Linked DNA regions of Danio rerio: region 2 is linked to region 1. A link is a contact called in public HiCAR-type data. All regions are on one chromosome and are shown on one strand. The core of a region is the stretch at or near the end of the contact, and the rest is flanking DNA. Distances in the headings are between cores, read along the strand shown. Region 1 holds the start of bach1b (BTB and CNC homology 1, basic leucine zipper transcription factor 1 b). Region 2 holds the start of sod1 (superoxide dismutase 1, soluble).

The links. HiCAR-type assays count read pairs that join an accessible place to other places.
Region 2: a contact with region 1 is called in a HiCAR-type map of caudal fin, with 4 times the contacts expected there. The contact joins the promoter of sod1 here to the promoter of bach1b in region 1. A contact is called at or near these places in 3 of 18 Hi-C or Micro-C datasets (caudal fin, embryo and hematopoietic stem cells) and 2 of 4 datasets of contacts at active chromatin or transcription factors (caudal fin and embryo).

What each region holds. Positions count from the first base shown.
Region 1 is chr10:30,362,244-30,366,118 of GRCz12tu, forward strand. bach1b (BTB and CNC homology 1, basic leucine zipper transcription factor 1 b) reads left to right here and starts at 2,123. Exons shown (of 5, transcript NM_001384147.1): 1 at 2,123-2,205. It overlaps map3k7cl (map3k7 C-terminal like), which reads left to right. Exons shown (of 7, transcript XM_073914786.1): 7 at 436-1,000. The coding sequence ends at 616. It overlaps LOC141376380 (a long non-coding RNA gene), which reads right to left and starts at 3,042. Exons shown (of 6, transcript XR_012386345.1): 1 at 2,964-3,042; 2 at 520-667.
Region 2 is chr10:30,635,158-30,639,207 of GRCz12tu, forward strand. sod1 (superoxide dismutase 1, soluble) reads right to left here and starts at 2,316. Exons shown (of 5, transcript NM_131294.1): 1 at 2,177-2,316; 2 at 523-619. The coding sequence starts at 2,248. scaf4a (SR-related CTD-associated factor 4a) reads right to left here. Exons shown (of 20, transcript XM_690795.9): 20 at 3,699-4,050.

The DNA.
Region 1 (3,875 bases), core at 873-3,372:
CATGCTCTAGGACAGTGGTTCTCAAACTGTGGTACGTGTACCACTAGTGGTACGCAGGCTTCCTTCTAGTGGTACGCAGAGAAATTAAATATGTCATGTACATGCTACACACATTTCACAATTTATCAAAAATGATGTATATAATATGCCATATATGACATAGCCTATATTTCTGAGGTAATCTGCCACAATTTTTAACTGTGCTAAGTTCTAGCTGTTTTACTGGGCCTACTATGCGACTGTATTTCAATACTGCTCATTTTGGTGGTACTTGGAGAGACAATTTTTTCCTGAGGTGGTACTTGATGAAAAAAAGTTTGAGAACCACTGCTCTAGGAAATCTGTAATGCTTCCTATTGTTTTTTTTTTCAGCAGGATAGTCATAAAAAAGTGAGGTATGATCATGTATAACACGTTTTCTCCTCCATTCCTCAGAAAAGAGCTCATGGCGGAGCTGCTAGAGGATGAAAAGGCATCAATGGAGTTTGCACGATATGAAGAGGAATATCGGATACTCACAGAAGAGAACCAGAACTTGATAACGGTGCACAGTGAACGAGCGCAGCAGCTCGAGACGCTCCGAGTGATCAGTCAGAAGAGGCAGGGCTCCTCGTGACTCTTGACATTGATGAAAAGATCTGTCACCTCATGGCTTTCCTTCAGTGTACTGAAACAACAACAACAACAACAAAACTGATCTTGAATCAGTGCGCTTAAACTGAAACACTTAATAAATGTATATTTAAGCTAACGTGGGTCGTTTCAGAGCCCAACTTGATCTGAGGTGTCGCCTCAGTCTGATATACAGTATTGGTATTCTGAATACAGTATATACAGCTTGTTCTTTGTGTGTGTTTAAAGGGTGTGTTTGTTGACAAATGTGCTTGTACAGATGGAGCTGTGTCTGTGTTATATCATGTAAAATGCTCTGCTGTGAAGGAGCGGTCCTCAGCGAGAGATGTTACTGTCTGTCAGTTGCATTAAAAAGGAATTAAACCTCTGTCCAGCTATCTAAGTTCAAGCAAGGTGATGATAGACCTATGACTACACACCATTGTTTAGTCACTCAGTAAAAGGGAACTTGGCTTTCGAAATGTGATCTGCTCATTTTAGGATTGTGAAACCCTTCAAAACTATCAATGGCTGACACCTCCATCCCACACAAGCCGAGATGCCGGCAGTTTATGATCGCAAAACCAGTTTAGCAGCAGTGTTTTGCTTCCTCCAGATTTAGATTTTTAGTTTGTTTGGCTATGGGCAGGTTTCTATTTCTTTGTTAGAAAGATGAATGACTCTATATGTCAAAATGTAAAAGCATTTGTTTATTTTTCATTTTTCAAAACAGTTTTGAGAATCTGACAGGATATTTGAGATTGTATACTACTGTGTTTACACCCATCACTTTCATATAATGCTGTGTATAACCATAACATTATACCAGGAAATAGTTACACAATAAATATGTTTATTTATTTATTAGAATAACCTACTTTTGTAATTATAATAAAATATACATTTTCTAAGAAATTATGACAGTGAATAAATTACTTTAAACAATATTTTATATATTAATTTAAATATGAATATATACTAGCCTATATAAGAATTGATTTTACCATCGATTGTTTATACATCCAAGTTTTTTAAAGTTGTTCAAATGCACAATATTCTAGATCAGGGGTGTCCAAACTTGATCCTTCTGATTTTAGCTCCAACTTGCTTCAACATACCTGAAAGGAAGTTTTAGTGTATCTAGTAAGCGGTTGATTAGCTGGTTCAGGTGTGTTTGGAGCTAAACTCTTCAGGACAGGACCGTTCGGACAGCCTTGTTCTAGGTAATACACAGTTAATAACATTTCAGAGGTCATTTTGGCTTCTTTTATACACAAAGGTTGTCTGTAAAGACTAATCTAGGCCTGAAGAGGTTAAATTATGTATGTCTCTGCCTGTACAGTGAAAACCAAGGCGGTCTGTGGAAATACAAGAAAGTCATGATGTAAATGACTGACGGGATAGAGACAGCCAATGAAAGGAGGTCAGCGCTTGAGAAGGCGGGATAAAAACAATTTTTGGCCATAAGTCACATGACACCCAAGCGAAGCACAAGCGCCTCCTTGTTTTCATAGTTACAAGTGAGCGCTTTAAGCAGCCTGGGTTTAGTATGTAGTATCAAATCCAACTTATTACTCTCCGGTGATATGACAGGTGAGTAGGCTACATACGAACGATTGTGCTTTTTTTTTAAAGAAATATATGTCGAGAGACATAAATATATTGAAAATAGAGATCTTTAGAGAAGTTTAAGTGGTCTTTTTTAATGTTATGTGTCTGAAAGGGTTAATTTCGGGTTTGTTTTGTTACATGCTTTACGCATATGAGTTCTAATAATCACGACTATGTAAGCGATAATATGCTTTTATGCAAATGTAGATTTTTTTGTCGGACCTATGCTGTTACAAAACATAGGCTACCTAGGCAGCATTTTTGTACACAATAACCGCGTTCCGATGTTTCGATCGAGCATTTAAAGCGCGCGCTTGACATGCCTTAAATGCTGTCTAGGTAGACAGCTCACTAGGTTTTGTTACACAACCGTAATGTTCATTTTCATTACATCAAAGGCGCGTCAGTTGTTTTACTCGACAAATTATTAGGGAAACGAGTTCAAAAGTGTCCGTTTATCAAAAGTACGTCAGCTCAACTGTGAGGCAACTGGTACCCAAGTTCCTTTAAAAGTCGATGAGTTAAGTGGAAAGGAACAGACGGACAAAATGCTTGCTCATCCTTTATCAGCAAAACCCAATGAGTCAGCAGAGAGCGCGCACTGTCTTGCGCCACACACACACACACACACACACACACACAAGAGCGCGCGCGCGCACACATAAACTCTCATGACTCGACTAGGTCAAATTCTCTGTACACAGCTGAGATAAGGAGCTCCCGTGGGTAAGAACACGTACCTACTGAGTGATACAAACAGCATTTCTTCCCCAGGCGGTTCTGTTGTTTTTTAAGTCGTTTACTTCCCGTTGAGCGAGTGTGAGAGGTATGACGTGGTCAAGTATGCGAGCGCCTTAATAATAACTGGTCGACTGTGATTCGGCACCCTTTATAACTAGAAGTTCATTTAACAAGAAATACATGACATTATGCAACGTAACACAAAATTGGCCAGTTAAAAAAACAACAAGCTTTGAGATTTGCTGGAACATGAGTAAAATAGTGACATACATTTACTTTTACAAAGAAAGTGTGACTTCATTGTAGTTCCATTCTGGATTTTCCCTTTTCCAGTTCCCCTCTTTATCAATAGTCAGTTTCAGAGCGGCACACTTGAATCTGACTTTTAGCCTATTACAGTTAACGAATCTCTGTTTGAGATTCCAATTATAGCCTAAAAATAGGCGTTTCCCAGTACTGGGTTATTGCGTCTTAAAGGGCATCCGCTGCGTAAAACATGCTTGATAAGTTGGCGGTTCATTCCTCTGTGGCAACCCCTGATAAATAAAGGACTAAGCCAAAGTAAAATGAATGAATCCCAAAAATAGAATGCATCAGGAAATAAAAAACTTTTTCTTTTTCTCCCTAGAGAAACCTTTAAAAAGTTTTAAAATGAATGACAAACCAGTTGAGAGCTCTTATGAGTTTAGTAGTTGATTGTCTGAACTGCCTACATTTACTTCTTTTTAAAGCAACTGTGTTTAATAATTTAGTTAATGCAAAAAAAACTATATTAATCCACCTATAATGATATCCACCTATCAGAGAGTCGGAGCAAGCAAAACTTTATCTTTACATACTTGAAATATTTATTTTAATACTTTCCAATAAACTTGAAATATATCGTTTTTTATAGAGCCAACAACTGTAAA
Region 2 (4,050 bases), core at 1,066-3,565, 270 kb after region 1:
AAATAAATAAAAATAGCACAAGTGTGATTTGTGGCCCTTTAAACGCATTAAGTGCTTACACTATGAAAGTATGTAAGTGGAGAATTTAAAAACTTTTCAGAGCTGTTTACTCCTTCACTTTGGATTCAGAACCAGGTAAAAAATGGAGTCTAATGGTTTTAGGTCAAGGTTATTGGTCCTGATGGGATGAACTTGTACTTTAATGCAGTGTTTCTCAACCATGTTCCTGGAGCTGATGATCTGAATCAGGTGTGTTTGGTTAAGGAGACATGGAAAATATGCAGAACTGATGATCCTCCTGGAACGTGGTTGAAAAACACTGCTTTAATGAATGGAGTGGCATACCCTGACACCCCGTTTACACCTGAAATTATGATGCATTTTGCTCACAAGGAGGTTGTTTACACCTGGGATCTCATTTAATAGGGTGGTGAATGCACAAAATGGGGGGAGAAATGAAGCGATATAAATCATCATGTGGGCCATAATAATCGCTAAATGTTCAGTTTGACCACTCCTTACCGTTTGTGTTGTCACCAAAAGCATGGACGTGGAAACCATGTTTTCCTGGAGTAAGGCCAGTAATTTCACCAGTCACCTTGACTGGCTTCTTTTCACCCTAAAACATACAGATCCATTGTGTGGTTAACAACGGTTTCATATCACTTCAGAAAACATGGTTTCATATCATTTCACAAAACAAAAGCGCAGTTAACCAAGTTATGCTTGGCTGCAAAACACATCATACAGACAATTTGTTTCCAAATGTACACCTGGAATGCACTGCATGTTTATCTCAACACGGAATCAAAAGTGACAATATGCTTATTTTGCTTTCTTGCAATGTCACTTATTTTATGAGAGGTTTATCAATACAAGTCATAAATCACCCAAGCTCAACTAATAGAAAACCACAACATTCAAATCAATTCATGGAAAAAAAAAAATTTTTTACTCTTCAACCTTTGTCCTCGTTACAGACATTTTACTCAGATATACATTAAAATATGGAAGAAAAGATCATGAAACTTGTTTTAATAGATTTGAGTAATAAAAAAAATAAATTTAAAAAATCAAAACATGCCTCGATGACATATTGAATACTTGATTGAGGTAAAGTTGGTTTTACATCCGCACATTCATTCAGTGAAAACTTATGAAATACCCCCTATATTTTTATATTTTTTTACTTTCAATATTTGGTATGAACGCAAGTTTAACTTTAAAACAACATTAGCACAAATAGTTTGATAGTGAACAATGTTGTACTTTGAAAGTGATTATATGATTTACTATTTAGAATTTTAATTGATTTTCTTTGGTGAAATTATATTATTAAGGAGAAAGACTGAATATGCAAATATACAACTAACTTTACCTCAACAGATACTTGAAGCGCTGCTGGATAAAATACAGAAGAACTTCACAATTTAAACATTAAATTATTATAGGGAAGGCTAAAGACAAATTAAAACAATATAACGAGATTTGGGACTAACACAAACAGTAAATAGCGCTTAACAGCAAGTAAATGTGTATTCAGATGCCACACCAATACAGTAATAAGCTCTATCAGCATTTAAAGCGTGCTGTGATCTCTGTCCTATTTGGCAAAATTATGACTGCAAACAGAGATAGAGGAGCATGAGTCAGCAAACCTTTCCCCTTGTAGTAAATTCTTAAGACTTTCGATAAAGTAAATACCTCAAGAACCTACAGGCAACCTACGCTACAAAGTCTCAATATCAAACTCAAACGCATGGCGGTTCAAGGTTTGCATGTAAGTTAACGTCTGCTATTGAGGAAGCATATGCGTTAATTAGTTTGCGCGTGCATGGGGGGGCGTAGACCTGCCATCTTATCAAAGGTCATTTCTGAGCTGCTTTCAGCGGTTTATTATGGGATGCGACATTGCACAAAATATTAGTAATAGGATGTACAACTCAACATTGTGTTTTTAAACATGTTCGGTCATTTATATTTGCATTGCATTCGCACAGCAAATTCCGTGCAATTGCATGCTACTCTATCATCATGCATACGTAAAAATATGACAACAGACGTCTTCAATCTCGATCATGGAGTGCGTAGTAGTTTCATGCTAGCTCGACGCGCGCGCTGCTCTCCTGCTACATGAACGTCATTTCAAATATGGATCAAAACAGACATTTTTTACCTCTTGATTGAAATAGACGGTGCCGGTCACTTCACCGGTGCCTTTAAGCACACAAACGGCCTTGTTCACCATGCTGACTGTAGATTATGCAAACTGAGAAGTTGTGAGAGAGTGAAAGAAACCGACTGTGTTTGATAAGAGGAGGCACGTGAGCGGAATCGACCAATGAGGAGGCAGAAAAGAGCGGTGGATGCTGATTGGTTCAAAGTCTGGCGTGTCACGGTGTCATAAGGTATCGTTTTGAATGAACTTGTGGAACCAGTTACTTTAGTTATTTTATTAGTTATATAAACTGACACTGAAAGTAAACTCTTGTCACTTTTCTTGCCATTTTAATTACATTTACGACACGGCGGCTTAATGGTTAACACTGTCGCCTCACAGCATGAAGATTGCTGGTTCGAGTTACAGCTAGCTTAGTTGGCATTTCTATGTAGAGTTTGCATGTACTCCATGTGTTGGCGTGGCTTTCCTCCGGTTGCTTCGGTTTCCCCTACATGACAAAGACATGCACTATAGGTAAATTGTATTAACTAAATTGGCCATAGTGTATGTGTGAATGAGTGTGTTTGGTTGTTTCCCAGTACTGAAACAGCATCCGCTTAGTAATAAAATATGCTGAATAAGTTTCTGTCTCGTTCCATTGTGGCCACCCCTGATGAATAAAGGGACTACCCCGAAGAAAAATGAATGAATGAAGTTTCTGAATAACATCCTTTTCTTGCTCAATGCAAGTCACTTTGAAAAAAAAAAGTAAGAGTAAAAGTTAAACCAGTTAAACTTAGATTTTCAGACAATAAAAGAAGTTATAACAATATCTTTCTCATTATTTGTTACAGTATAAATATTTCTGATCATAAAGTGGTTTCAATAAGAATGTACATCACATGTATTATTTTGGCTACCTATGTGGTACATTCAAAGGTACAGGACACCCAAATATGAAGATTCTGTCATTTACTTACCTTCCACCTGTTGCAAACCTGTTTGAATTTCTTCTGTTTAACGATCTTCGAAGAATGTTAGAAACCGGTGGGCATTGAATTTTATGTAATTGGTCCCTACTATGGATATATAAGGCTACCAGTTTCCAGTATTCTTTAAAATATCTATACTCATGTGCTTTACATCAGACAAAAAGCTCACACATTGATTGAACCACTTGAAGTTGAGTGAATAGTTAGTACATATAGTTATTTGGCTCAAATTACACAGTCCTATAGTATTATTCTTTAAAAAAGGAATATATCAAAACCATGTTTGTCACTTTGACCTTGGCATTTGGTCACATGCATCCTCAAATTCTACAGTCATGCCCTATTCATATACATATACTGTAGACATCCTATTCAAACCATTACAAATGGTTTTGGTACAGTGTCACATGATAACTACCACAAATCATAATAAAACTGGTTAAATATAGTTAAAAGCTCAGAAAAAGCTCAGTTTTTTTATTCATGATTAGTTTTAAATGCACGACTAGAATAAATGTTAAAAACAAGTTGCATAAACCAGTTCATTCATTTGGTATGAAAATATTTTATTAAAACCACCTCCTGTCGCTGAAATATTTGGAGTTCCTATCTCCAAAAACTTAAAAATGATAAAAACATCTTGTGTCGTTTTTTTTTTTTTTTTTTTTGAATGTTGTAAACATTAAGTTAAAAACATTACAGCAAAAGGGTCTTAATGTCATATTTTAGTCAGCGTTTCCAAATATTAAACTCAACAGGGATATCATTGGAAAAAAAAAAAGCCAGTCAAAATCTACAAACATTATTGGAGTAATGTTAGCATATGTACAGCAAACAATTAATCGTTTCTTTTCCTTATCTTCAGTTTTAATACAACATTCAAGCTTCATTGAGGTG